Regions from separate parts of the Mus musculus genome. Here region 2 is linked to region 1. A link is a contact called in public HiChIP or PLAC-seq data. All regions are on one chromosome and are shown on one strand. The core of a region is the stretch at or near the end of the contact, and the rest is flanking DNA. Distances in the headings are between cores, read along the strand shown. Region 1 overlaps Plekhg6 (pleckstrin homology domain containing, family G (with RhoGef domain) member 6). Region 2 overlaps Gm10415 (predicted gene 10415).

The links. HiChIP or PLAC-seq counts read pairs in DNA pulled down with a chosen protein or histone mark.
Region 2: an H3K27ac HiChIP or PLAC-seq map of embryonic stem cells shows a contact between it and region 1, with 2.6 times the contacts expected there. The contact joins two enhancer-like sites. A contact is called at or near these places in 1 of 115 datasets of contacts at active chromatin or transcription factors (embryonic stem cells) and 1 of 9 other capture datasets (pancreatic islet).

Annotation. Positions count from the first base shown.
Region 1 is chr6:125,366,250-125,371,262 of GRCm38.p6, forward strand. Plekhg6 (pleckstrin homology domain containing, family G (with RhoGef domain) member 6) reads right to left here. Exons shown (of 17, transcript NM_198604.2): 13 at 4,333-4,465; 14 at 4,132-4,247. Among named protein-coding and RNA genes, the nearest start is that of Gm52918, 3.8 kb to the right of the region's middle. Within about 2 kb of position 2,007, at least 111 of the 459 cell types and tissues checked have an H3K27ac peak or open chromatin away from gene starts, as enhancers often do. A contact at or near this core is called in embryonic stem cells, where this site is marked.
Region 2 is chr6:126,308,025-126,313,443 of GRCm38.p6, forward strand. All of the region lies in intron 3 of Gm10415 (predicted gene 10415), which reads right to left. Among named protein-coding and RNA genes, the nearest start is that of Gm10415, 18 kb to the right of the region's middle. Within about 2 kb of position 2,932, at least 17 of the 459 cell types and tissues checked have an H3K27ac peak or open chromatin away from gene starts, as enhancers often do. A contact at or near this core is called in embryonic stem cells, where this site is marked.

The DNA of each region.
Region 1 (5,013 bases), core at 757-3,256:
AGAGGTTAAGAGCTCTGGCTGCCCTTCAAAAGGTCCCAAATTCAATTCCCAGCAGCCACATGGTGGCCCGTGACCATCTATAATGAGATCTTGGTGCCCTCTTCTGGTGGACAGTCATACATGTGAGCAGAACACTGTGTACATAATCAACCAATCTGTTAGAAAGAAAGAAAAAAGGAAAGGAAGAAAAGAAAGAAAGAAGGAAGGAAAGGAAGGAAGAAAGGAAGGAAGGAAGGGAAAGGGAAGGGAAGGGAAGAAGAGAAGAGAAGAGAAGAGAAGAGAAGAGAAGAGAAGAGAAGAGAAGAGAAGAGAAGAGAAGAGAAGAGAAGAGAAGAGAAAAGGAAAAGAAAGAGTGGCTGTGGTTGGAGTCTTTCACCTCCTTCCTAGGCGTCCCCACCACAGTGGCAGCTAAGGTGCTGCATCTGGCATAGAGCAGAGACCTCAAGTGTTCCCTCACCCCATACAACGCTCTCTTGTGACTGATGCCAGGTTAGCTGATGGCTCCATGTTTGTCCTTTCTCAGAAGCTGGGAGAGTGTGAACCAGCAGCCCTGGGGCTTCCTGGGCTTCTCCAAAGCTTTGGTAGGAGCACAAGGGCGGCTGGGTCAGAACCAGACATGTTGGAGGAGGGTTGGGCAGGCATAGGAAAATGGTATCAAGTGGACAGTTGTTCCAACTCTCCTTTCCCTGGCTTCCCAGTCACTGAACCAGAGCCGAGGTTGAGAGCAGGAAACTAGCACTAGGGGGCCAGTTCCTGTGTCTCCTCCCTTTTCTCTTCTCTGGGCTTCATCTTTCTGCTCAGTGTGAAGTTGAGAAAGGTAGGAGCAGAAGGGTGGTGGGCTGCACAGCCTGCTGTGAGGAGAAGCCACGCCCTTTGCCCTCTCCCCCCCCCCATGCCCCAAGTTTGACTTTGTGATGGCTGCTGAGGATGGGTTAGTGTGGAGGGAAAGGATGAGCAGAGGACTTCTTTAAAGAATCTCTGCTGGTATTGGCTTCACTAAGCTTGCCCTTGTCCCTCCCCAAGAAAGGCAGGAGCTTGGGAAACCCACCCTGGGGTGGGGGGAGATGTTGAGCAGCTGAGCCCAGGGCTTCCAGCTGCCTCAAAAGCTACAGCAGGGGGATCTTCTCTGCTACAGCAGGAGGAGAGCCAAGGTGAGGAGAGCCAAGGTGAGGAGTAATGGAAAGAAAGCTAGAGTGGGAGGGAGGGAGGGCTCCTCTTCCTCTTCCTCCCCCTCCTCCCCCTCCTCCCCCTCCTCCTCCTCTTCCTTCTCCTCTTCTCTTTCCTCTTCTCTCTTCTCCTTTCTTCCTCCTCCTTTCTCTTCTTTGTTTCTCTGAGACTGGGTCTTTCTATGCAGCTCAGATCCAGAACTTGCTGTATAGCCCAGGCTAGCCCTGAACTCACAATCCTTCTGCCTCAGCTTTCTGTGTGCTGGGATTATAGGAGTGTTCAACTAGCTCACCCCCTTGTGTCACAATGACCCACACTTGTAGCGCTCCCAGGACGCACAGAGCCTCAGGCCAAGCCACTCACTGGCTTGTGGGCTATCACTGTACTTCCCCAGATGAGGGCCAGGCTTAGAAGGGCTAGTAACTTGCCAAGAGCACAGCGTAGGCTCTGGGCTGCTCTCAAGTCTTGCTTTTGTTTAATTGGCCCCAATTTCATCTTTTGGCCTCTTCCTCTGAGGGTTCTCAGTTCCTTTTCCTCCTCCCAGCCACTAAGTCTCCCCACCCCCACCCGCAAGCTCATTTTTTGTTAAAGCATAAGCCACCTCAAGGAAGCTGCCTCACTAACATTTCTGCAAGGGGAAGAAGAAAAAGTCTGAGCTCTGGGCAGAAGAAAAACTAAGAGAAACTCTCACCCTGTGTGAGCATGTGCATGCGTGTGTGTGTGTGTGTGTGTGTGTGTGTGTGTGTGTGTGTGTGTGTTGCAGTGTTTCAGGCTTTGAGTGGCTGGGAACCTCACTGCAAATTTGATCACAGAGGAGAAATGACTCCCCATTTGTCACGCTGCAGAGCCTATCAGGGGCTGTTATTTTGCATATGAACACAAGCAGGTTTGACTGGTTCTCAGAAGTTCCAAGTGAGAATGTGGCAGAAGGCTTGTTCTAAGACTGGGAGCCAAAGGAAGAGGAGACACTTGAGAGGTTGGTGTGGAAAAGCAAAGTTTACAGGTGTGGTGATGCCCATGCACATACACGCGCCCACCCACAAATAAATAAACAAGTAAATAAGTGTGCACATTCCTTCCTGGGGCTGGGGTGGAGTGCAGGGATACGCACTTTCCCAGGGTAGCAAAGATGCTGGGTTTGATCCTCGGCTCTGCCAACAAGCAAGACAAAGAGTCTAAGGCAAATCTCCAGCTCTTTGCCACTCTGCTCCCACCGTGGGTTTGCCTGGAGAAAGCCGGGTCCGAAACCCAATCCCCAGAAACCATAAATGTGACTTTAGTTGGGAACCGGGTCTTTGAAGATGTGAAAGGACCTAAGGTGAAGACCTCAGACATTCCATGTGGATTCTAAAGCAGGCGTCTGGCATCTTCATAAGAAAGGGAGGAGAATCTGGACACCAGCATACAGAGGGGAAAGCCAGAGATGCGGGGGAGGGGCCAGGAGTTGCTGCTCCAAGTTAAGGGCCACAGAAGCCATTGGTAGCTGAAACACAGATGCCCCCCTAGAACCTGGGCAGGAAGCTCAGTTCTGTCAATCCTGCATTTTGAACTTGTGGCCTCCAAATTTGTGAGGGACCCTGTTTCTGGATGCTTTGCTTTGTTTGTGTGGAACCATGGCTCAGTCAGCTCCAGGGTCTCGTGCAAGCTAAGCACGCGCGCTCACTGAGCTACACCCTAGCCCAGCCTCTGTTTTTCTATAGCCTCTGAACTGATAGTAACAGATGTAGCTTTACTGATGTCTCTCTCTCTTTTAAGCTCCTACTTGTATCACTTAAGTCTGCCTCCACTGGCTCCACGTTGTCTACAGGTCAAAGTTCAAGTTCCTGCGTGGCCCTTAGAGCCGGGCATGATCCTGTGGTACCACCTCCTGAACTCAGCTTCTGCTGCATCCACCCTTCTACTTCTCACCCTAACAATGCCAAGCAAACAACCTGCTCAGTTCTACACACACGCACACTTGAGTGCACACACCCACACAGTCATGTCCGTACACCCACACACATAATACACACACACACAATCGTGTGCATACACCACACATAATACACACACGGCCATATGCATAATATATACACACATAGTATACACACAGTCATATACATAAACCATACACATAATACACCCACACAGTCATATGCATACACCACGACATAATACATACACATATATAACAATGCAGTTATATGCATACGTCATATACACACACAACACACATAGTCATATGCATACACCACACATAATACATACACACAATCATATGCATACACCACACACACACACACACACAGTGGCAGTGGGAGGGAAAGAGAACATGGTTCCTACTGAGCTCTAAAGGTTTGTATGACCTTGATCCAGTCCTGGTCCCTTCCTATAAAGTGAGAGATGGGGTGCCTCTCTCAGCACCCAGGACTGTTTCCTATTTCTGGGTCTTTGCACTGTAATTCCCTTCTTCCTGCTTTGTTGTCTGCTCTGATGCACCGGTTTCTCCCCCCTAAGCTCCCTTAGCACCACTGCTTTTCCAGCAGCCTGCTGGGACAGACAGCATGGCCGTTCCCTGCTGCTGTCTTTGGCATGCTTGCTTCTGTTATTTGTACCCTGATTACTCTAATGAGCTGAAGCACAGATTCCTGGAGGGCAGGAATGGTATTTTCATTCTTTTCTGACTCCCTGGCACGTAGCACTAGCTCTGCTTGTCCCCAGAAAGTGCTCCGTAGGTGTCTCTGAACAGAAGATAAAGTTTAGAAATTCACTGTTTCGGTATGGGGAAAGCATTCGGGTGTACGGCGTGTTGGATTGTCTCAATAGCTGCCACAGGCTTTCTCAGACTCTGGAAGGCATCCGACCTGCTGCTGGTCAGATCTGCCCCTGCACCAGCCTCTCGGCCCTCCTTCACCCTTCTGTGATGCCAGTCCTGAGCTCCAGGGATGCATGCTCGCCCGCCTCCAAGCCTGACCCACCACCTACCTGAGCATGCTGGGTCTTCTCCAGCCACCGTGCACGCTCTGTAGAACTGGGACAGTGCACAGTGAGGGCACTGGAGACACACTGGAATTCTGTGAGGTGGATCAACAGGAAGCTGTCTGCACAGAGAAGAAGCTCTGCTTTAAGGGCTGGGCCTTATCTGACCCCAATCCCAACCCTTCCTCCTCTGGAGAAGAGACATACTGGGGTCTCGCAGTGGTCGGCACACGAGTTTCTCCAGCATGAGGGGAGGACGGATGACCTTGGCTCTGTCCGCCTTGCGTTGAGGTTTGGTTACCAGGAGCACATCGGAGAAGAGAAATAGGTACACATCCATCTACAGGTAGGGGTGCAGGAGAAAGAGGCAGGGTCAGCCAGAGTCAGGGGAGGGGCTTCTCCAGGGTTCTGGCTCTTTGCCTGTGAGCCTAAGGACAAGGTCAGACCTGCAGAGTGATCAGCTGAGAGAGAGTTAACTTGGTTCCATATCTTGATTTACAAGCAGGGAACAGGGCTGGCTGAAGGTCATATAAACAACCAGAGCTCGGGCAGGACCAGAACCCTGTCCTCCTGACCAGCTCAGCACACTTTCTCCCAGTGCTACCTTGTGTGGTTGTGTAGTATCTGTGTGGTTACATGTATGTGGCTGTATGGATGTTTTGCTCCAGTGTGCGCATGTGCGGGAGAGAGCAGGATCCTGGGTGGCTTGCGCTATTACTTTTTACCGTTATTGCTCTGAAATGAGGCGGATTGGCCAGAGAACTCTCTGGATCTGGTTGTCTCTTCCCAACAATCCTGGAGTACAGATGCAAGCAACCATGCCCAGTTTTTGTTTTGTTTTGTTTTTTAAAAATACATTTATTTTGGGGGCTGGAGAGATGGCTCAGC
Region 2 (5,419 bases), core at 1,682-4,181, 940 kb after region 1:
TGACTGCAGATGCCTCTTTGCTCATCCAATTTGTTCTTCAACTACTGGATTTGCAACTTATGTAATCAGGGGCCTGGGATGGCCTAAATAGACCCTTGGTAGGCTTAAGCAGAATGTATCTGTTTCTGTAGGTCAAGGTATGTGCACTTGGGTGGAACTTGGCTCTGCTGCCAAATACCCCCATCTACAAGCTATGTGACATGGAGCCAGTTGTTCACATAGTCTAAACCTGTTGAACCTGCACTCTGCCACATATAGACTCATGATCTTACTGTTTATTCCTTTGGGTAATTGAGAGGGCAATGAATATATTCAGTAAACAGGCAGGCAACAATTAGGGAAGGTATGGCGACCTTGTTTGTCCTTTGTTGTTCTATGTTTGTTAAGATACTGGTCTGTAGACAAATAGCTTTCTGTAACTGAGAACGTAAGGCCATCAAAGTACCAGAACCCACAAAAACCAAGGCTTGTATTTACTTAATTTTTAAAAATGAAACTACTGATTTAGCTTTTGGAACTGTTTGTATAAAGGGCCACCAGGGAAAGTAGAGAAAGCTGTTACCCACCTTTTAGCCATGCTACCAGTTTCCTTCTATGATTTGTCCTATGTGACACTGGGTCCTGACTCAATCTATGCCACTCATTCACATGGCCCCAAGCAGACCAGTGTTCCCTGTTGGAGTTGTCAGTTTCCCTTCTGTAAAATAAGAAAATCTTTAGAAAATCTCCAAGGTCCCTGCAAGCTGCAATATCTCATTGGTGAACTGTGTACTCCTGAATCATTATCTCAATAGCAAAATATTTAGTCAATCTAATCAAAATAATCAGCTGCAACCGTGACTCATTAAAATGACTAAATCCTTGACCTTCCCAGGTCCACACGCCTTAAAACACTTTGGCAGATTTTTAAAAGAAAAGCAACCTGAGGAGTCTCCCCTCAGCCACCGAAACACCCCAATGGCCTGGTTCAGCTGCATGCCCTGTGTACTACCTCCACCGCCCTTCAAGCAAGAAGCATTCTGCTTGATGAAGAGAGAATGGGGAATCTAGGAAATCCAGACACTGGCCATTTGATGGAAAAACAGACACGAAAGTTTGGGCTTTCTAGTAAGTCCTGGGTCCTCCAGGAAGGCAAAAGAAATCTGCATGTAGGAGAGGGGAAGCAGCAGGAAAGGAGGGCCTGAGAATTCCACCAGCTTCATACTCTACTCTTTCTGAGCCTAAGCTACACAGATGAGAGTTTATGTCTGACACTAGTCCTCTGTTTTCTACTTCACATTTCCCATGGAAAGCTTTGTTTGTTTGTCTGTTTGATTTTTTGGTTTTTGTTTTATGTATTTTGAAATAAGAAACTGACTCAAATAGACATTCATTATGAATTTTGTTGTCATTAACAAGTGTCTTCTTTTCATCATGCAGTAGGGGACACTATGCATGTATGTGCCTACATTAATTTAATTCGGGAAGTCCTGTCCTGATCTCCATAAAAGTCTGGTTCAATTATGAGATTTGATGCTCCAAAGATGTGTACTCTCTTTCCTTGTTGGGAAAGTCCAAGCCCAAACCTGTACATGCTTGGGAACCTGTGCTCATATACACACGACCACATGCACCTGCACAAACATACTCACTCAAGATTCATGAATGTTCCCAAGATTCCATTGGAGGCTCATGAGAGTTTGTGGGTTCCATAACATATCAATGGCCATGAGAGCTGCTCAATTTTCCAAAGGTGGGGTTCTGAGTGTTATTGCCATAGAATGTGGTATCATACCTATCCAGCCATAGGGCTGGGAGTTATACAGTGTGGTTCTTTTTGCAGAAGAATACAAGAGGGCTTCTTGTTCTCTGATAACATACAGTGACTTTCTAAAGACAAGACCAGACCAGTCATGTTGTTTTTCACAGTGATCTTCAGTGTAGACTTCACAGGGAGCAGCTTGCAGAAGAAATAGGTCTGACATGCAAAAGCTAGAAAAGCTGTAGTGTGACATCAATGCTTAGCAGAAGATTGCCAGGATGAGCGAGTTTGCAGTGTTTGCTCTCTGAACTATGACTTCCATTAACTGTTTTAGAGGCAACATGTTAGGTCCAGAGGGAATGTGATGCTGTGTTTCTACCATTGTGCAAATGGTAGACATTTTACCATTTTTAGCTCAGTTTAATAAAAATAAGGGTACGTGTGATGAATTCTGAGCTGGAATGTAGATACATAATGAACTGTGAGATTATAAGAGGGAAAATAATTCTTTGGATGACTTTCCCTTAATATTACACAGGATTTATTCACTTTTGGGGTGATTCTTACATTTGCTCCACTGTTTGAATTTGAGAAGAAGCCATATACTTAACCCATCTGAAGTGGGCAAAGGACCCCTAGAAAACAAAGTTTGAGTCCCCTGGTTCCCTTTATCAATCCATTCAAAATTGCCTGGACATAAACATTATACCAATCAATCAGTGGTTAGACTTGCAGGAGATAGTCTAAAGATAAGTAAGAGGCTTCTATACTGTTCTGATCAGAGGAACTTCCCTGTGGATCAGCCTCAGAGTATCTGTGACCGACAGACTAGGACCAGCACCACAAGATGCTATTCACAGAACCCACCTAAAACAAGCCTAGGCATGCCCAGAACTTCACTTGCTTCCGTGTTCTTTCTCTGATTAACTTTGCAATAGATCTTTCTACAGGTCTGCTTTGGCTAAGTAATAGTCAGGTCTGATATGATCTGTAGCCATTCCTGACTCTTGACCTAGCTAATTTCTCACTGTGCTTTCAGCTTGGGTGTTGCATTTAGGTTTCTTGTGCCATACTCTTTTGGGCCTCACTGTCTTGTGTGCTAAGTGCAGTCACATAGAAAAAGCTCCACATAGCATGGAATGACAAACACTTTGTTTGCCTGTCATCTGCAGTTGATTAGCCATGGCTGCCTAAGGCAAGCTTTGTGAGACTGGTGCCAGACAAAGGGTGCAATGAATCCAGGCTGTGCTCTGCTGGGGTCTTAGGAAGCAGAAGTGATTTTCTAGATCACTAGCCACCTGTAAGTCATCAAAAGACAAACTGTAAATTGCATGAGTTTCTAGGAATCTTACGGTATATAGAACCTCGTGATTAAGAAAAGAATGATATTTCCCATTATGTCCCATCATGGTTAAAATTGGGTCTCTCTTTACCTAGCACTTAAGACAAAGTGGTCTTTCCATGACAATGGGAAAAGGAGTGGCTCTTCCCTGGTTCCCATCACAATTAACCTCCTGGAGATTTTGCCTTCCAGCGGGAGTGTGGGATGAGGCCTTGACTGACTTTTTTACTTTTCTTCCAGGCTTCAGCTTGGAGCCTGGAGAGAAAGTAGCAATAGAAGGCTTAAGATCTCTTTCTTCCTTAAGAAGACTTAATTAGAACACTCCAGCCTTCCCTAAGATGTGGTTTTGAAGTATGAGCTCCTCAGACAGTGAGCTAATGAGGAGGGAGAAATTTCTGCCTTGTCATGGGGCTGATCCAAGAACATATCAGCAGAGTTTGATTGAAGACCTCAACCCCTGTCCTGGCTCCCTGGGTCAGGTCGTCATAGTGTAATGACTTACTGTTAATTCTGTATGTGCCAGATGGTCTGGTGTTCAAACAGAGCCTCAGCAATAGTGAAATTGCCCTGTGGAGTAGTGGAGTATTTTACAGCTCACAAAGAACTTTCATGTATTATCTCATTTGAGCCATGGAAACCCCAGACATAAAACATTGCTAGTCTCATTTCATGGATGAAAAAGTCCAGAAAAGCTTCAGTGATTTTTTCCAATGGCTATATACTCACTTGGTGACTAAACATAAATTGGCCTTAAGTCAGCTACCTTAAAAGGCCTCTTTCACTTGATGTGCACTTCTGGCCAAAGAGGAATTTTTTTGGGGGGTGGGGGTGAGGGGTTGAGGGTTAGGGCTCTAGATTTGAATGGGGCATAGAGCTGGTAGAAATACTGACTGTTGAGGAAACACAAATGAAGATCTGAACTTATGGAAAAATAACCCTGAATTCTGAAAAGTGCTTTGGATATTTGGTGACCGATTGAGATTACTGCGTCTTGGATGGCTGTGTTTGTGGCTGGCCTCAGTGTGGGAGGAGAGATAAGGTAGGGTTCATGTTTTCATGCAATGTGGAAAGGTCAGAATTTTTTTCTTGGAATTTTATGTATTAACTCTATCATGCTGTCACTTCTCAAAGACCCCTATGGAGGTCACTGTGGCCCCTTACCATGCATCAGTGTGATGTGTGCTTTCCATATAAAAGGAAGGTTTGAATATAGAAAGAAAATATAACCTTTGCTCTAAAGAACCTTACATTTTGATCTACACACACACACACACACACACACACACACAACGTGTTTGAAGTCAGTGTAAATTCACAGCATTAGAAGTGGGAAAATTAATGTTATATGTCTAGCCTATACAAAAATATAATACATAATTCTTTAATTTCATTCAAGAAAACACCAAACTGTAAATTTAGGATAATTAAATTGTTTCTGTATTCTGTGATATAAAGTATTTGACACAAAGAAAACAAAATAGATATTGGAAATAATGGATTTTTTTCTTTAAAAAAGAATGCTTACCAGTGACCAATGAGTGAGACATTCCTTATACCTTGTAGTGTAGGAGAAATTTGTTACATTTCATTGCTTGAAGAAGTTAACATGAGATTGTGATGCAAGAGTTCAATATTAATCATTAAAAATAAATTAGCAGAGCCCACACTCCTTAGCTAAATTGACAATGGGGATGAGGTTGGGATGGAGCAATGAAGAGAGCTCTGTTCCTTTTAGATGTTTAGTGGCATCCTTAGAAGCTGCCCATCACTAGACCCTTTGAGATCTAGCACCACTTGCTCTGGAACCACTTTAACAAGGAGTCTTTTAATCATTGGTTACTGTCTAAAACTCTTTTCCACAAAAGGAGCCTTGCTGATCCAGAGATGTGAAGGAACATCTGTTCTACCTTGAGGAAATATCTATTGGTATGGATAAATAGATATTGCATGCTGTCCTCCTTTATTCTCTGTGAGTTTGGGGTAAGTCATTACTACCTAGTAGATTCTAGGGCCTTGCTGAGGTTGAACTTTGGTGCTTTCACAATATAATGAGAGACCTTAAAACATACATTTGAAACCGCTAAGAAAATTCTGCCTTGCTACCTTCTGTTTTTTTGTGACATTCCAAGCTTGTTCAAAATGTAGTGGATTAAATCATAGTCATTGTGCTGACCACAATTCTACAGAGCAGAAACTCTGGCAAGACTCAGTGAGTATATAGTGTTACTAGGTTATTTGTATGTGATATTCCACTGACCTACCTGTCTGTCGCTGTACCAGTACCATGCAGTTTTTATCATAATTGCTCTGTAGTACAGCTTTAGGTCAGGGATGGT